Regions from separate parts of the Mus musculus genome. Here all the other regions are linked to region 3. The links are chromatin contacts, called in public promoter capture Hi-C maps. All regions are on one chromosome and are shown on one strand. Each heading gives the region's core, a stretch centred on a gene start, on an enhancer-like site or on the middle of the called end of the contact. The rest is flanking DNA. Distances are from core to core; before and after follow the strand shown.

Region 1 (2,958 bases), core at 359-2,858, 1.2 Mb after region 3:
AGAACCACTATCTGTAACAATGGCACAGTGTCCTGTACAAACTACAGAGATCTCAAAAAGACCTGAGAAAAGGGCACTGGGAAAAGCCAAACAGACACTTGGGCCCATTCACCCTAAAGAACAGCATCATGCACATGACTGCAATCCTGGAACACGGTGGAGATAGGAGCCTATGGGAGCCTAGGCTACGCAGCCAAGAGCCTGTCTCAAAAACAAAAACAAAACCCAAGATCTTTTGGCTCCAACCAAGATGTCGAGCTCAGTGAGTACTGTGCATAACAAGCATGCACAAAGGCTCAGCTCAGTTCCTGGTACTGCATAACCAGACACAAGTCCATAATACCAGCAGCTGGGCAGAGAACCAGAATTCAAGGTTATAGTCAGCTACGTAGCAAACACAAGACCAAGCTGAATTTAAAAGGAGGCTAGGGGGAACGGTAAACTGTACCCCCCACCTCTTACTTACATGTAATTAAAAATTTACATTGTGCCCTGGCACTCACCCATGTATGCAAATATAAACAACTTATAGCCCAGCCAGAGTGGTGTTCTGTTATTTCCTATTCTATTTCAAGTTAATAAAACCCGATCGCCAAAAACAAAACAAAACAAAACAAAACAAAAATTGGGCAGCGGTGGCACACGCCTTTAATCCTAGCACTTGGGAGGCAGAGGCAGGCGGATTCATGAGTTCAAGGCCAGCCTGGTTTACAGAGTGAGTTCCAGGCCAGGGCTACACAGAGAAACCCTCTGTCTCGGAAAAACAAACAAACAAACAAACAAACAAACAAAAAACCCGATCGGAAACCTATTCGCAGGGGCTTTGATGTATTTCTCTTTTCTTTTTAAATGGCTAAGTGGGCAAAGCTGACCTTGAACTCCTGTACCTCCTGCCTCAACCTCCTGGGTGCAGGAGACTGAGCACTGACACCAGGCCCAGACTTGGATAACGAAGGCAGTGGGCCAAGATCCCGCTATCATTAGTGAGTCGTGAGCACAGAGACAGTGTCGGAGAACCTACTATCACCTACAGCGGCACCACTGGGAGAGCAGACGCAGGACTCAATGCCCTTGTCCCAGGAGTAGCGTTTGCTGCAGTTGGTGAGCAGGCGGGAGGGATCTACACCCAGTTCAACCCCTAGCCGTGCAATCAGCCCGGACTCCGAGGCAGCAAACTTCCCCGGGCGCGCCGGCCCCGCCCAACGCGGCGCGCGCCAGCCAATAGGAAGAGCGAACACCAGAGCGCGCCAAAACCGACCTCACCAATGGCGCAGCCCCTCGTCTCAGCTCGCCCAGCTTTGCCTTGCAGTCGGGCCGAGACTCGGGTCCCTTTCAAGTCCCCAGACTCGGGTCCCTTCAAATCGTCGCCTCCCAGGCCGGCTCCCCGTGGCTGAGAAGCAGGCCGGGCATTCGGGCCAGCCCGGCGATCCCGCGGCCGGAGTTGCACTCGCCCCGCCCTCGGTCTCCCGCGCCCTCGGACTCACAGACAGCAATGCTCAGTTCCCGGCGAGCGTGAGAGCCGCACAAGGCCCTGGCACCACACCGGATTCAACGACGCCAGAACGACCCGAACCTGCAGACTAACCCGCCGACCCGGTAGCTGACGCGCCGAAAGGCGGAGCCTCGGCATTCAGCCAATCGCCTCTCGCCGCCGCCCACCGCGCCCGTGGCTTCCGTGCGCCTGCGCACCCAGCCAAGGTGCGTGCAGTCTCTGGAAGAGGTCACCGAGGTTCCTCTTGCCTTAGGAGTGTGTGCCCTCTGACCTTGCCGTCTGACCCTCCGCTTCCGGCTCCAAGTGTCTGCCGGCGAGGACAAAAGAGACTCTCACTAGCGGCAAACACGAGAATATACATATATTTTTTCCAAGGTATTTTGTGTGTTTAGTTTTTAATATACATACATGCAAGCATGCATACCTAGATGCGCACACACTAAAGGAAGCAAATAAACAGACGAAACGTGATGACTCAAAAGTCACACTGTGACAGTCACTAGAAATAGCAAGGGCCCGCTTCAAGCTAACAAAAAAAGTTGAAGCTGAGGAATTTTAACTCTATACTTAAGACAGATGACTTTTACTGTATTTGAACTAGACCTCAATTAACTGGCAAGATGGCTCCTTGGTTGAGAGCATTTGTTCTTGCACGGGACAAACCTGGGTTTGGTTCCAAGCACCCACATGGTGGCTTACAACCATCCATAGCCCTTGTTCCAGGAGATCTGATGCCCTTCATGGACACCAAGATGAATATGCATCACACAGGCAACTTTGAAAAACCTAAACTATACCTCAGTAAATCTAAACAAAGGAGGGAGGGCTGCAATACAGGAAACCTCTATAAAGGACTTCCTGGCTGGCTATATAAATATAAGTTTAAAGCCAGCCAGGTTACATAGACAGAATGCAGTAGGGTTGCTAACACCAGAACCTGCTTTATCAGTCAATAACAATTTAGAAGGAAACAGAACTAGGGCCAAGGGAACCGCGATGGCCTAGAGGCTGAGAAAAGTCAATGTATTTGTCACCTTACTTGTTGCTGTAACAAATACCTGACCAGTGCAACTTAAGGAAGGGTTTGTCGGGGCTCACAATTTAAGCGTACAGTCCTCAGAGTCGGGAAGGTATGGCAGTGGGGGGAAGGGGGGCAGCAGGTCCCATACATGCAGGCCAAGCATTTGTACACATACAAAATGTTGCATGTTAGCCAGCACTAAATCCTGCTCAATGGGAAAATATTCTATCCATTTCCACAGAGAACCTGTATTCTATGGTCCAGCCAGTTACCACACTATCACCTCTCAGCCTCAAGTCCCCTGGCAAGTTCCAGAGGAACTGCATATGTGTTCTGCCCTCAGAATACTGGCGACTTCTCCTTTGCTCTCTCATGCTCTCTAGTGAGACCTGGACTTCAGGTCTGGATGAGGAAGAAAGTTCTTGGTGGGAAAGTTAAGATTCTT
Region 2 (2,927 bases), core at 193-2,692, 1.4 Mb after region 3:
TTGCTCAGACTGCTTTATTATAGAACCCAGGACCACTAGACAAGGGATGCCACCACTCACAACGGACTGGGCCCTCCTCCACTGATCACTAACTAAGAAAATGTCTTGTAGGCTTCCCTATAGTCCAGTCTTATGGAGGCTCCTTCCTCTCTGATGACCTTAGCTTATTCCAAGTTCACATAGAACTTAGCCAGCACAGCCTCTGACTTCTGGCCTCGGGAACTGCAGGAAGACACACTCCTGTCACTGTAAGCTGCCCAAATGGCCACCTTGGCCTCTCCTCTGACCTCTGGGCCTGCATGTGTCTTTTGCCCCCACATTATTCATCAGTTCCAGCACACTTCCTTGCTCTTTACAGCTTGCAGTTTGGATCTCCAAAACATCACGTAAGCTCTATAAGGGGCTGGATTTTCTTAAGATTCATTTATTTTATGCATATGAGCATTGGCTTGCATGCATGTATGTGTGCCTTCAGCAATCCCCTGGAACTGGAGTCCCAAACTGGTGAGAGTTGCCCCGGGAGCGCTGAGAACTGAACCCAGAAACTCTGCAAGAGCAGCAAGTACATCTCAAAAGGCGAACCGTTCTCCAGCCTCCCCCAACCTTTTTTCTGGACTCTGTATTCCAAGCACCTCCAGAAATACGTGGCACCCCCACGAAGGGTGGACCAATGTGAAGGCTCTAGTGCTTGTACCCTCATCAGGAGACAGCAGCAGGAAATGAAGGATAAAGAGACTATGATTTCATGGGGTTGGCTGCAGGGGTACTATCAAAAATAAAGGAGGAAGAATTTTTCTAAAATAATTTTCTGTCCTCACCATCTACCCTCCACTGTCCAGCCATCTCTGTTAGTAAGCGCATTTAGACCTAAAGTCAGAGAATGCCCCTAGACTTTTTCCCTCCTCTGAACGAAGCTCACATGTCCTTTCTCAGTGTCCTTGACACAGCTCCTACACATACAGCCCCAACATGCAACCTACATATACAGATACACATTCCCTACATACAGCTTTCACATACAGGGCTCTCTCTCATCTTCCTTCTACTCTCTCTCTCTCTCTCTCTCTCTCAGATAGGCTGGCTGACATAGCTCACTTTTATTATGCACACCTGTCGATACATGTAGGAAGGGGATCTGATAACCGTACGCATGCTCCAAACTAATTTATCTCTTTTTGTTGTTTGCTCTGGCTTTCCGTACTGTGTATCCCGAGGAACCGGTTTCACTTTGTTTCACTCTGTGGATCTCTGCTTCCTTCTAGGCCGGGATCCCGCACCTGCGGTGCTCTCACCTTGACCGAGACCCCTTTCCAGCTGTTGAAGGCATCGTAGGCGGCGCGCACAGCAGCGCGGGCCTCGGGTACCCCGCAGTCGGCCACGGTGCCCAGCTTGGCGCCGCTGGCCGGGTCGTACACCGGGAAGGTGGCGGGGGCTGGGAGCCAGCGGCCGCCCACGAAGCTGTCCCCGCGGAGTAGGTCGGCGTGGAGGCCCCCGGGGCCGCTGGCGTAGCTGCGCCGCGGGGTTCCTGCGGGCTCCGGGCGGAAGCGGCCGGGAGGCGGCAGCGCAGGACGCGCGGCCCAGAAGCTCCGCAGCAGAAAGCAGGTCGCCATGGCCCGGCAGTAGCGGCGACACCGGCAAGGGACAGGCAAGCGAGCTGCAGGATCTCAGGGGTCGCGGGAAAGCGGGAGCCCGGCGGCGGGGACGCGCGGGGTGGCGGGGACGCGCGGGGTGGCGGAGACACCGAGAGCGCCCTCTCTCTGAGCTGTTGAGATTGGAGCTGCGAGGAGACAGAGCTTGAACTGTGTTCCCCGCACGTTCTTCTCCAGGGCCTGCGAATGGAAAGACTCCCAGCAAGATGAATTCGTGCACATAACTCACCGTTCTCAATGTCGGATGCTCACCTGTCATTTCTTTAGGCCTTAATTGTGACGGGAGCACTTTCTGTTCCCCAGTTCCCCAGCCCCGGCAATATGCACTCCGTCTAAAGAAGGCACCAAAGGCCAAACTCGCGGTTTCATATGCTCGGGCTACTGAGCATTGGAACTGGGGATCACTGTTCAGTGAGGGGTGAAGTGTGGCTCAGTGATCGGTTCCTTGCATGCTTTTCTACATATCCCCTTCATGAATTCGGAGCACAGCGCTCCTGAGTACTGAGATTTGGGGCAACCGTTCAATTAGGGTCGAAGTGAGGCTTCCTCTTGCATGCTTTCTGTGTGTGTCCTCTGTTGGTCCTGAGCAGTGGTGCTCCCAAGCCACTGCCCTTTGCTTCGTGACGTAGCTGCTGTACATCAAGCAACTAACAGAGCTGAAGTTTAGTAACTGGAAACAATCATCCTAGAAGTAATAATAAGCCCGGTGTTGTGGCCAGCACTTGGGAGGCTCTCGGTAAGTTCAAGGCTGAGACCCTATTTTAAAAAAGAAATCAACAGGGGTGTGAGGATTGAACATAGCACTATCACCTTAAACAAAATCTTCATCCTCCTGCTGCATCTGGGCCCCAAACTCTGCAGAAGAAAGAAACCCTAAGTTTTAATTTGAATAAAAGAAACAGCAGGTTTGTGTTCAGAATACGTGGAGTCAAATGTTGTTGTTATTATTGAGAAAACATGTTATTATGTAGCCTAGGATGACCTACATCTCGCAGTCTTCCTTCCTAGAGTTCTGGAATTACAGGCGAGCACTACATGCCCCAGTTAGAATATTGTATTTGCAAAATGCCTTGGATGTTCTTTTAATTGTTGGCTTTGTCTTCTGCTGAGTCAGAGCCTCCCAGTCATGTGCCAGATACATCTGGCAGAAGTCTCAATAGCAGGATTTAATTGTGTGTACAGGTAGGTGTGCACACATATGTGCTGTGTGTGTTCACTACTTTGTCCTGTATTTTATTAAGGGAACTGGAGCGAGAAGCGGTCAAGATAAGGAGGGCC
Region 3 (3,150 bases), core at 441-2,940:
CGACAAATAATACATAGTGAACATGAGTAGACTTTAGAAATTTATAAATCTTGATTATGAAATACACCTTATTTATTAAACATATGATCATCTTAAGATGGTAAAGTCACATGGCATGTACATTTAAATCTTAGTAAAGGTGGTTGGCAGCCATATGGCTACTTACATCGTGGTAAAGTCACCAGCTAAGATGGAGAGTCACATAGTTGCTATTTAAAAATTTGTTTTTCTAATATATACATATTCCTAATATATATAATTTCTGATATATATTTCTAAAGTATTCCATCCATATGTATAGACATACGCACACAAATAATTTGAATCCAAGTTACACGTACATAGCTTTTAAAAAGTGATTCTAAAATATGGTTTAACTCCTGATCTCCTGATTATTTTTGAGTTTTACCCACCTAATCCCTAAACAAAATCATACCCAGGCTATTTGGAGTTTCAGTTTTAAACATTCCACTTAAAATATTCAGAAATACAGGTTAGTGGCTGTTTTAGTCAGGGTTTCTATTCCTGCACAAACATCATGACCAAGAAGCAAGTTGGGGAGGAAACCGCTTATCCAGCTTACAATTCCACATTGCTGTTCATCACCAAGGAAGTCAGGATTGGAACTCAAGCAGGTCAGAAAGCAGGAGCTGATGCAGAGGCCACGGAGGGATGTTCTTACTGGCTTGCTTCTCCTGGCTTGCTCAGCCTGCTCTCTTATAGAACTAAGACTACCAGCCCAGAGATGGTCCCACCCACAAGGGGCCTTTCCTCCTTGATTACTAATTGAGAAAATGCCTTACAGTTGGATCTCATGGAGGCATTTCCTCAACTGAAGCTCCTTTCTCTGTGGTAACTCCAGCTGTGTCAAGTTGAGACAAAACTAGCCAGTACAGTGGCAAACCATGCAGATTTACTTCCCTGAACTGGAAAACTGAAACATTTGGGTATTTGGCCTTTTGAAACTCAAGGACTGGACCTAGATAGGTATGACAGGGTTCTTAGAACTTCTAAGAAAAAGCATATTTAAGTGGACCAGACAGAACTGATGGGCAATGTCTATCTTTTGATTTACTAAACCATAAGTGTTTGTACACAATCCTGCAGATGAAGTCAGTTATTTTCCCGGTAGTCACTAAGTCAGCATTAAAGCTCCAATTTTGAAGTCTTGAGTGGCTCTGAAAAGAGCCTTTGGGTTAAGAGCTGAGTCTTGAGCACTCACTTGGAGCTGGTGTACTTGGTGACAGCCTTGGTGCCCTCCGACACGGCGTGCTTGGCCAGCTCCCCGGGCAGCAGCAGGCGCACGGCCGTCTGGATCTCCCGGGACGTGATGGTCGAGCGCTTGTTGTAATGCGCCAGGCGGGACGCCTCGCCCGCGATGCGCTCGAAGATGTCGTTCACGAACGAGTTCATGATGCCCATGGCTTTGGAGGAGATGCCGGTGTCGGGGTGCACTTGCTTCAGCACCTTGTACACGTACACCGAGTAGCTCTCCTTGCGGCTGCGCTTGCGCTTCTTGCCGTCCTTCTTCTGGGCCTTGGTCAGGGCCTTCTTGGAGCCCTTCTTCGGGGCAGGAGCGGACTTGGCGGGCTCAGGCATAGTGAACAGAGAATGAAGGTAGGCCAAGAAAAGAGATATTGAACTGTTCCGTTCCTTTCCTGCTCTTTAAATAAAGCGGTGGCTGTCCTTGTCAGAGAGTCTGCAAACGTCAAGCACTAACTGTCCAATCAAAGGAAGCATATTCGCTCAGTGGTTAGTTGCGTAAGTATCACGGAGAAGCGGACCGAACTTTACAGGGCTCTATTCAAATGAAGACTCGTTTCTTTCTTCTGATTGGCCAAGTTTAGCCAATAGACTCTATGAAAACTAGACGAAATAGTTTTTAGGAAAAAGTTGGTTTGATACTGTACTAAAGTCAAAGCCATTTTTCTTTTAAAAGTTATTTTGTTAGTAGTATCAATAAAAATCTCTCCCTAGATACAAAATTCATATATAAATTCTAGCTACATGTAAAGTTGGTTTCCTGTTTTGAAATTGTCTATGAAGAAAGATTAAGAATGGGAGACATCACATACTATTCACCTAGAGCTTCCAGAAATAATTATTGTACAGTCCGGCTAAAGTAGGCATGCTTTTCATTTGGCCCAAGAACCCTTAGAGGTACTGCCACGCTACAACAGTTGTGCAATTTCAATGAATCCTGTACATAGTTACTAGAAAACATGCTAGTGTTTTTCTGAAGATAATTAGGGTTACTCATGCTAAGACATTTGTAAAAGTCATTAAAAGATGTACAAAGTTGGGTGTGCCTGTTCGGTTTTATTTTGGTCCGGATAGTAAACTGCTCCCTTACATCTCCTTAAATATAAAGTAAGGAAAAAGAAAAAACTCAGTTCGGGTAACCAAGTTCAACAAGTAATCCTTGGGGCCGCTGTGGTATCGCCAAAATCTACATAGTATCTCTTATTAAAATGTTTTGACGAAAATGTAACAATTACGGTACTTAATGGTAACAATGTGGCTGAGGAAGCAATAGTTAACAAAGAGGAGTAAGCCAGGTAATAAACCAGATTTCTATTGGTCACAAATTTGAAGTTGAGACCTGTTATCCAATTACCAAGTACTTCCGCATACATCATAGGCATTTGAAGATTTCAACCAATCAGGAGCATGTTCCTTCTATAAAAGGAACCCAGAACCTAACCTCTGCATTTCCTATTTCTTTGTAGAAATGGCTCGTACTAAGCAGACCGCTCGCAAGTCCACTGGCGGCAAGGCCCCGCGCAAGCAGCTGGCCACCAAGGCCGCCCGCAAGAGCGCCCCGGCCACCGGCGGCGTGAAGAAACCTCACCGCTACCGTCCCGGCACCGTGGCGCTGCGCGAGATCCGGCGCTACCAGAAGTCGACCGAGCTGCTGATCCGCAAGCTGCCGTTCCAGCGCCTGGTGCGCGAGATCGCGCAGGACTTCAAGACCGACCTGCGCTTCCAGAGCTCGGCCGTCATGGCTCTGCAGGAGGCGAGCGAGGCCTACCTTGTGGGTCTGTTTGAGGACACCAACCTGTGCGCCATCCACGCCAAGCGTGTCACCATCATGCCCAAGGACATCCAGCTGGCCCGCCGTATCCGCGGCGAGCGGGCTTAATAGGCACG

Evidence for each region. Promoter capture Hi-C pulls out the DNA fragments that hold promoters and counts their contacts.
Region 1: a promoter capture Hi-C map of pre-B cells shows a contact between it and region 3, with 4 times the contacts expected there. The contact joins the promoter of Gmnn here to the promoter of H2bc9 in region 3. A contact is called at or near these places in 3 of 39 promoter capture datasets (cranial neural crest, frontonasal cranial neural crest and pre-B cells).
Region 2: a contact with region 3 is called in a promoter capture Hi-C map of liver, with 4 times the contacts expected there. The contact joins the promoter of 9330162012Rik here to the promoter of H2bc9 in region 3. A contact is called at or near these places in 1 of 39 promoter capture datasets (liver) and 1 of 9 other capture datasets (adipose tissue).

Annotation. Positions count from the first base shown.
Region 1 is chr13:24,760,329-24,763,286 of GRCm38.p6, forward strand. Gmnn (geminin) reads right to left here and starts at 1,609. Exons shown (of 7, transcript NM_020567.2): 1 at 1,485-1,609.
Region 2 is chr13:24,935,959-24,938,885 of GRCm38.p6, forward strand. 9330162012Rik (cDNA RIKEN 9330162012 gene) reads left to right here and starts at 1,443. Exons shown (of 2, transcript NR_102323.1): 1 at 1,443-1,645; 2 at 1,827-2,927. Aldh5a1 (aldhehyde dehydrogenase family 5, subfamily A1) reads right to left here and starts at 1,703. Exons shown (of 10, transcript NM_172532.3): 1 at 1,293-1,703. The coding sequence starts at 1,610. It also overlaps a transcript of Gpld1 not described here.
Region 3 is chr13:23,541,754-23,544,903 of GRCm38.p6, forward strand. H2bc9 (H2B clustered histone 9) reads right to left here and starts at 1,691. Exons shown (of 1, transcript NM_178197.2): 1 at 1,170-1,691. The coding sequence starts at 1,599. The coding sequence ends at 1,219. It overlaps H3c7 (H3 clustered histone 7), which reads left to right and starts at 2,299. Exons shown (of 1, transcript NM_013548.4): 1 at 2,299-3,150. The coding sequence starts at 2,732. The coding sequence ends at 3,142.